2 separate regions of the Macaca mulatta genome follow, and region 2 is linked to region 1. Evidence: chromatin contacts called from public Hi-C data. All regions are on one chromosome and are shown on one strand. The core of a region is the stretch at or near the end of the contact, and the rest is flanking DNA. Distances in the headings are between cores, read along the strand shown. Region 1 holds the start of RASA1 (RAS p21 protein activator 1). Region 2 holds the start of CCNH (cyclin H).

Evidence for each region. A called contact is a pair of places that touch in the nucleus more often than the background predicts.
Region 2: a Hi-C map of liver shows a contact between it and region 1, with 2.3 times the contacts expected there. The contact joins the promoter of CCNH here to the promoter of RASA1 in region 1. A contact is called at or near these places in 2 of 14 Hi-C or Micro-C datasets (cortical neurons and liver).

Annotation. Positions count from the first base shown.
Region 1 is chr6:93,645,211-93,649,482 of T2T-MMU8v2.0, forward strand. It overlaps RASA1 (RAS p21 protein activator 1), which reads left to right and starts at 2,130. Exons shown (of 25, transcript XM_078004444.1): 1 at 2,130-2,163.
Region 2 is chr6:93,787,761-93,792,032 of T2T-MMU8v2.0, forward strand. It overlaps CCNH (cyclin H), which reads right to left and starts at 1,751. Exons shown (of 9, transcript NM_001266446.1): 1 at 1,549-1,751; 2 at 98-220. The coding sequence starts at 1,665.

The DNA.
Region 1 (4,272 bases), core at 880-3,379:
AGAAAACATTTAATTGAGCATTTGATAGGTGTTACACTGCATTAAATTTTGACCTTTAAAAGTGCTAAAGAATTGTCAAAAAAGGAGGAGGTAATTCTGCAGTAAGAGTAGTGAGCCTCATCTGGACTCCCAGGCAACATACAGAGGGTGTGTGAACATTTAGAGATCAGTGAAAACCAAGAGCTGGTGATAACCTGCCTGTCCAATGTCCTGCATTCAAGGGCTGACAGTGGTGATTGGGACAGGTATGTTGGAGGATTGGGATGCTAACACACTGGAGGTTTTCAAGCACCAGCTATATTAAGATTTGTTGGGAATGTTGCACTTGGTGTTCATATAGCAGACAGTAGGTAGAGTAGGTATTTTGATAGTCTTGTCTAACTGAGGGTCTAAGTTTAAAAGAAAACTGTTCTCAGGGAGGCCACTATTAGTAGTACTTCGTTATTAAGTATTATGGAACTACTTCATTCTCATTTCTAGAACAGCACAGAGCTTAGCAACTCAAAACTCACCTATTTTACCTCCCACCTAATGAATGACATCTATTATATCTTTCAGAACCTTTTTTAGGTATTGCATACCTCCTTCTTGATTAGTATACTATACATTAATATAGTGGTTCTCAAACTTAAGTGGGCAAACAATCACTTGGATGGCTTGTTAAAATGGATTGCTGCACAGTTTCTGATTCAGAAGGTCTGAGGTGGCATTACTGAATTCCTAGGATGTTGCTGGCCTTAATTCACTCGAGAACTCTAGCTCCTGTGACTGGTTCATCTTCCTTCTCCCAAGTAGCACATTGCCTAAGACATAAGCATAATGGAGGTCCCAGGACTACTCCTAATCAAGTTGGATCGTTGTCATCGACTAGGTAAATAGGCCTACGCAAATTTACAAAGAAAATGCATTGCCTGTATCTTGCCACCTCTTTCAGTGGTCTTTTCTCTTGTTCCTTGGTTTCTATCACAACCACTTGCCATCCGGAGTGTTGGCTTGATCATCCTTAGCAGAGAAAATACTGATCTCAAAGATCAATATCCAATGGTATTCAACGTGGGATTACTACTGGGAGAATTTAAAATAACAATACCGTTAATTTCAAACCATGGGAAGCTCCCTGTACATGAATGCATGTAATAGTTTGTATACATTTTAGTGTAGAAGACAAAATAACACTCTTCTCCTTAATTGTATTAAAAATGAGTTTTCAGTTTATTGCTACTTTAGAAACGATATATAATTGTAACTGGCATTCTGAGACATTCTTGACATTTGACTTGTTGAAGGTGCTTGCATTGCGGATCACACCCTGCAGTCTTTTGCACACAGAGGACAAAAGTGCATTGATTAGTGTTTTCTGTGGCACCCCCTCCTCTTCATCAGTATACAACAGACTTATAATAGCATAGGTAAGTATATGAGACAGTTGATAAAGAAAAACCTATGCAAATACTAGTAGAAATCTTACTTCATAACCACTATTTCTACCAAAATTCCCCACCCTTCTCATATGGTGCCCTTTATTTCGTTTCGGAGTTTCAGAATCTATTCTATCTGTGTGTGTGTGAGATAGTCATGGTGATTTATAGCATGCAACGAAAAAGACAACATTTAGTACTGCCCCGATCTTCAAAGCTACCTGACTCCTGCATGGTCTCTGCGCTGCTGGCTAAGGCTGTTTCTTCCACCGGTCAGGAAGTACGGAACTAGTTTCTAGGCATTTTCCTTTCCCTTTCCCCCTTCTTCCTCTCCGCCGCCTCCCGGTCCCCCTCTCGTCTCTCCGGCTTTCACAGCGCCGAGCACCCGCGTGCTCAGGTACCCTTCCCTCTTCTCCCGCCCATCAAACAAAGCCCCGGGAGACAGGCGCGCGCCGCCGGCCACGCCAACAGGAGATGCGGCCGCGCCGCCGCACGCTAGGAACCGGAGTAGGACAGCAAGCGCGACCACGCACCGCGCGTCCCCGCCGCTTCCTTCCCTCTGGACTCTTCCTTTTCCTCCAGGCCCGGCCCCCCGCCCCCCGCCCCCCGCTCCCCGCTCCCCGTTCCGGGAACGCGCCTGCGCACAAGCTGCCCTCTCCCTCCTCCGCCCTTCCTTCCCTCCGTCCCTCCTCCCCTGCCCCGCCTTCCTTTCTCTCTCTACGGTTTCAGTCACTGAGAGCTCCAGGTAGTGAGCAGTTCAGTCGATTTCCTTGTTACCCCGCCCCCCTTTCTCTTGTCCCCACCCCTCTCATCTGCCTGGTGGAGGATGAAGCGGCTGCAGTGGCCCCAGCCTCAGCAGCGGCACCGGCGGTGGCTGCGGTGTGGGTGGCCGGAACTGGGGTGGTGAAGAAGCGGTGGTGGCTGCTGAAGGAGCGATAGCCACCTAAGCCTCTTTCCCTGTGCTTCCTTTCCTCTTTAGTGCAGCCAGGAAGTTTTCGCTTCTGTACATGTGTTTGTGTGCGTGAGTGTGGGTGTGTGCCGTGAGGTTTGGGTGGCGTTTGTGCAGGCGTTGGGTTTTTTGCCCACTTCGCTTCCCGTAACCCAAGCAGCTCCGGAGCCTGGGCTGTGGCCCTAGGAGGGGGCGCGGCGGCGGGCTCTCTCCTTTTGTTGTTGTTTCCTCCGCCTGGGGAGCTGAAGGGGAGACGCGTCTGGGTGGGGCGGCTCGGAGCCCGGGCCTGGTGGCCCCCGGGGCTCCCGGGCGGGCAGGGTAGGGCAGAGTAGAGCGGGCTTCAACATGATGGCGGCCGAGGCCGGCAGTGAGGAGGGCGGCCCGGTAACAGCCGGAGCTGGAGGAGGCGGCGCGGCAGCGGGCTCCAGTGCCTATCCCGCAGTGTGTCGGGTGAAGATACCCGCGGCCCTGCCTGTGGCAGCCGCCCCCTATCCTGGGCTGGTGGAGACTGGAGTGGCTGGAACTCTGGGTGGCGGAGCCGCTTTGGGGTCAGGGTTCCTAGGAGCCGGGTCTATGACAGGGGCATTGGGGGGAGCCGGACTGACAGGGGGAGGTACTGCTGCTGGCGTGGCCGGTGCTGCTGTCGCTGGACCTAGTGGAGACATGGCTCTCACCAAGCTGCCCACTTCGTTGCCTGCTGAGACTCTTGGGCCAGGCGGCGGTTTTCCCCCTCTGCCCCCTCCCCCTTACCTGCCCCCTTTGGGGGCGGGCCTGGGGACAGTGGACGAAGGTGACTCTCTGGATGGACCAGAATACGAGGAGGAAGAGGTGGCCATACCATTGACCGCTCCTCCAACTAACCAGTAAGTTAAGACTGCTGTTCAGGAATTTGGGCAGCTGGCTCCAGAAAAGAAGTGGAAATGGGGTAAACCATACTTTGTCTTTTTCATCTGTGATTTGTTTAGGAAAAGTTTTTGAAGTTTCAGGTTTCTTTGATCACTTATCTTCCTTACAGGCATACTACCTGGCGTCTTCCTACATTTATTGCTCTTCTGGGAAGGTGTAAAGTTTTTAAGATGGAAAGTATGAGAAAATGTGTATCTGATGAGAACCGGATATGGTTCTGTCCCTTCCAAGTTGAAGTGGTGTCCCAGGATTTAGTCAAACTGCGGCTACCAAGGCAGTCATAGTGTATATTAACCTGTGTGTGTTACTTGATAAAGCTAGATGATTAGTGAGAAATTTTGAATACAAATATTTAAACGAGTATTGTATTAATAATTTGAAAAATGTATTGGTTAGAATGTATTTATTTCAGTGCACATCCCAGCTTCTGATTAGAGAAAGCATAGTGATGTTTAGAAGAGTCTGTGGGTCACTTAATGAGAACTTGGGTCAGAGAGAAAGGAAAGGAATACTGTGAATTATAGGTGTGATTAAGCGCCTTTATTTCAACAATGTATCTTCTTCCCTAGGCTTCCCACTTAGCTTTTATAGTCGAGACATTGGAAGTACAACAGTGAGACAAAACAAAATTAACAGAGCTTCCCTTAAACATTTTTTGTTGGTGGCCAGTATAGTATTCTATTTGAAAATTAAGTAGAATATACAGGACAATGACTTTTTTTTTTAATGTAAGTTAATACCTCCTCACTTGTCTTAATTGAACTTAGGTGTTTATTCATAAAGGTGGACCTTGATGAAAATGTTGCGATGGGAAGTGGTATTAGGCAAAACTTGTTATAGGTTTCTCGTATAACTCTTAATTGACCCTTAGAATTTTAACAACCTTGGTGAATATCAGGAAAGAAAGATTTGGTTCATATGTTGACAGTCATTCTGGACAATTCAGAGGTTTTTTTTTTTCCTCTCTCCATTGCCCCCAAGAGATGGAGTCTAGCTCTG
Region 2 (4,272 bases), core at 501-3,000, 140 kb after region 1:
GTGAATTTTTAAGACTAGAGTGGACAGGGAATTTAGAAGAGGTCAAATTTCACAAGTCAACTAAAGGACATTATATTTCATCACTACTGTAACTTACCACAACAGACCTTGGCATTGCTGGCTTAAACACCGAACAGAATTCCAATAACCTTTTCTCATAGTATTTGCAGAGTGTCATTTCTTCATGAGGCTCAAGAAAGACTGGATCATTCGGAAGAACCTTTAGATCAACAATTACAACACAAGTTCAATGAATTCAATGAATTAAACAATTGTAAAACATTTTTCTCTATCCAGATTAAATTTAGTTTATATCTCCAACGAAGGGGAATATATCACGCCTCGTTTTCTTTATAGATTCGCTAATCATTACACAAAATAGCTGTAGGAAAATAATAAACTAAAACTGTACCATCATTTCACAACTTTTCGGAATGTCAGCTAGACCTTTGCTTCATTATATAAACAATCACGATAGGCTATGTGCATATGCTCACAGCTGTGATATCATTATTTACAAATTTAAAAGTAGACAGACTTTTTACAAATATGATTGGAAAGCTTCCAACATTCGTTTCTCGGTCAGTCATTACGACACAAGTTGTAAAAAAACAGCAAATGTTTCAATAAATTTCTGTTATTTTAAGCTACCCAGTCTGTGGTGATTTTTTTAAGGCAGCCCTTAAGGAAACTAATTCAGGTGCTAAAATCAGTGATGTGAATTAAAGGTAGAAAGTAAAGTAAAGTAATTCAGTGTCAGTAATTTGGAGACACTGAACACTTGCTGGAGTGGAGCTTGTAAGAAAGATTAAACCAGCCCTAGAGCTGTAACAGAAGGGACTTGGCTAGCGGGCCACAGTCCAAACCTTATCTTTAGTCACTTGGTTTGTATTCCGTCGCCGGTCTCCCGCCCTCATCCAACCCATTCACCACGAGGTTGCTAGAGCGCTGTTTCCAGAACGGAAATCTGATAAGGTTAGCTTCCCATTTTAAATATTTCAAAGGTTCCTCATCCTTTCAATGGAAATTTCAAACGCCTCACTTCCACTTACAAACAAGTTCCCTTCCTACCCTCCCCAGCCATTCCTGTACAGGTACTCACATTCGGCCACATACGACCACAAACACGTCCACGCACCAGCCCTGTAACTTCTGACCTCCCTCCCACTCTGCACGGTAGTTCTGACTGCCTGGAACGTCCTTTCCCCATTTTCTCCGCATTGGCTACTGGGAAAAACCTTCCCCAACATCACCGCTTGACAAGTGAACGGCTCTTGCCACGCACTACCTTAGCACACTACCTACTCTCTTCTTCACCACGTTACAAAGACTGGTTACTTGTCTGCCATTCGACCACGGGGATGGCGTTGTTCGCCTTTGTACCCACGGAACCTCGCGAGGTGCTCGCTTATTTTAATATATAAACGCACTCCGCGCCGCAGAGGCAGAGAAATGAGGGAGTGAGACTGTCCTGGGAGCCAGAAGAGCTCCCGCAGCTGCTCAGAATTTAGTGACCAAGCAACTGGGCAACCGTCGGGAAAACCTCACCTTCCCGTTGGCCACCGCTTTGCATCTGAATTTGCGGTTGGCGTCGGCCCGCAGTCTTGCCAGCTGCTCCTCACTGGAGAAAGTCCAGTGCCGCTTCTGGCTACTGTTGTGGTACATTGTGGAATCGTGACCAGGTCCAGACAGCCTGCAGGAGACAACCCAAACGCAGCAGTGCCGTGGCGTAAAGCAACCGAACCCCTAGGGCGTCCGGCCAGCCAGCGCGGGCGCGCTGACGTCACGACTGCGTGTCCAGCGCGTACGCAGTCGCATTTCCGGAGCGGACTAGGAAGAGACCTTATCCAGGGTTTGTTGGGGCGCCCTCTGAGACGTAGGTGGGCGGAGCCTACGGAACGCTCCTCCCGGTGAGCCTGGGACATAGCTCCGCCCCTTCCAGGCAAGATTTAAAGGAGAAGCCCGGCAGGAATGTTCAAAAGAGGCATAAACTGAGGGTGTGGGGTAGGTTGATGTAAATTCACAGGGTGTAATCAGAAATTAGGAAAGGACTTGGTAGGGTGTTCATTTTTAAATGGAGGCCTCACTGAAGTTGACATTTGTGAAAAGGCTTTTTCGAGTTGAAATAGTAGGTTGATCAATCATGTAGGGAGATCATGGGGCCCAGAAAGAATAGGTAAGATCTTCAGGCAGAAGCATTCCTAGCCCTTTTCAGGAGGAGTTTGGAGATCGGTGTTCTTGAAGTACTACCAGAAATCTCTGAGAATGGAACATGGCTGAAAAACTTGAAGCAGTGGATGTGTATTGGCCCTTACAGTTTGCCACTTTTGTTGCCTTGTCTATTCTTTCTCTGTGCAAAAAGCACTTTCCCTTCTGTTGATAACTAGCCAATCCTCTCCCCCTATTTTCACCTCTGAAGCCAAGATGTATGGTAGTTTTAGTTTTCTTGAGATTCCCATCTTCATTGCCTCTAGGGAATCTTACAGTAAGCTATCATGAATATTAAGGTATTTACTAGTTTTTAAATTAATAGGACTTTCAAAATTGCAGGTGAGATCCAAAATTTACGTTGATTCTGAAGTGTCCCATTTAGGCATACCTTATTCTCTCATGTATTTATTATATATCCAAATTTCCCTATGGCAAATAGCTTTTCTAAATAAATAAATAAATAGAAAGAGAAAGATGATGAGACCTAGAGAATTTAGGTCTTGAAAAGCCTAAAAAGAAGTGGCAGGATGGCTTTAACTCTGCTTTCTATGAAAATGTTTTTAGAGGCTTAAGATAGGGAAAGTCTTTTCTTGTTCATTTTTGTTGGGTGCAGTTGAGGTTAGAGTTTGCCACAGTTATTTGAATTCCTCAAACTTATGCCATTTGTGGTTTATAATTTTGGCGATCCACACACTCAACATATGTGGCTAATCTGGTGTCGTAAATTGGCTAAGAGAGAAAAAGAGAAAGAGAAGATTGAAGGGCATGGCAAATTGATAACAACGAATTGTGAACAACCTAAAATGTTGCATATGGGGGAAAGAATAATTTAATGGAGAAAAACATTAATGGTACAAAAGATAGGAAAATAAGTGATCTAGATAATTAAATGTCTATATAAAGTATTAGACTCATGACAGTTATATATATCATATAAATTCTTTTCATTTTGTTTTTCTGAAAGATATTTGACAACTCCTTAGTTTTATGTAAAGGAAAATAGAAATAGGCATTTAAAAGAGTTGGCAGACTATGATTTCTACAGGGATATGAGTAAAATTTCTGAATGTCACTTAGGAAAAATATATGAAAAACTTGGCATTGCTGGTGTAACTTTTTTTAAACCTTGAACAAATTTTAGTTCATGAAAATTGACATTGATCTTATTTTTCAGTTGTAGTAGGAATTGGGCTGTGTCTAAATTAACTGTCTGCAGAATACAATTGTTGCTGATGCCCTAACATTAAGGCTCATGTATGATTTTTTTTATTAAAGTAAGCAGACTGGATGCTGTGATGGTCTCCTACTTAGCCTGATGTGCGAAAGTGTTTCTTTGCTATTGCTACCACAGGAGGCACACTGGAATGTAGAACTTGTGCATTTACCTATTTCCATTTCTAGTTTCAACTAAAAAGCAGCAGGTGTTTCTCTTCACTTCTATTATTTTTACTTACTTTATTTATGGAAAATTTCAAATATAAAGAATACAGAGAAATATATTTCAAAAATTATCAATACATGGCCAATTCCCTTCTACCCCCACTCACACCTCCATTAGGTTTTTTTCTTCTTCTTCTTTTTTGAGACAAAGTCTTGCTCTGTCACCCAGGCTGGAGTGCAGTGGCACAATCTCTACTTACTGCAATCTCCGCCTCCTGGGTTCAAGCCATTCTCCAGCCTCAATCTCCCGAGTAGCTGGGACTACAGACTCATGCCACCACGCCTAGCTAATTTTTGTATTTTTATTAGAGATGAGGTTTCACCATGTTGGCCAGGCTGGTCTAGAACTCCTGGCCTTAAGTGATCCACCTTCCTGGGCCTCCCAACTCCATTAGTTTTAAATCACAATTTCCCTGCTACTAAATGAAGATATTTCAAACAAGAACAAACCAGCTAACCAGATAGAACCTATTCTTCCTAGAAGAGTAATAGGGAAATTCACAGCTTGTTGACAAAGATATTACTATTTCATTAGACACTACTCAGAAGTGAAATGTTAAGAAATATTTCAATGACTTTTAAAAGTAAATACAATCTCTTTTATTGTGCTGCAGTTGTTAA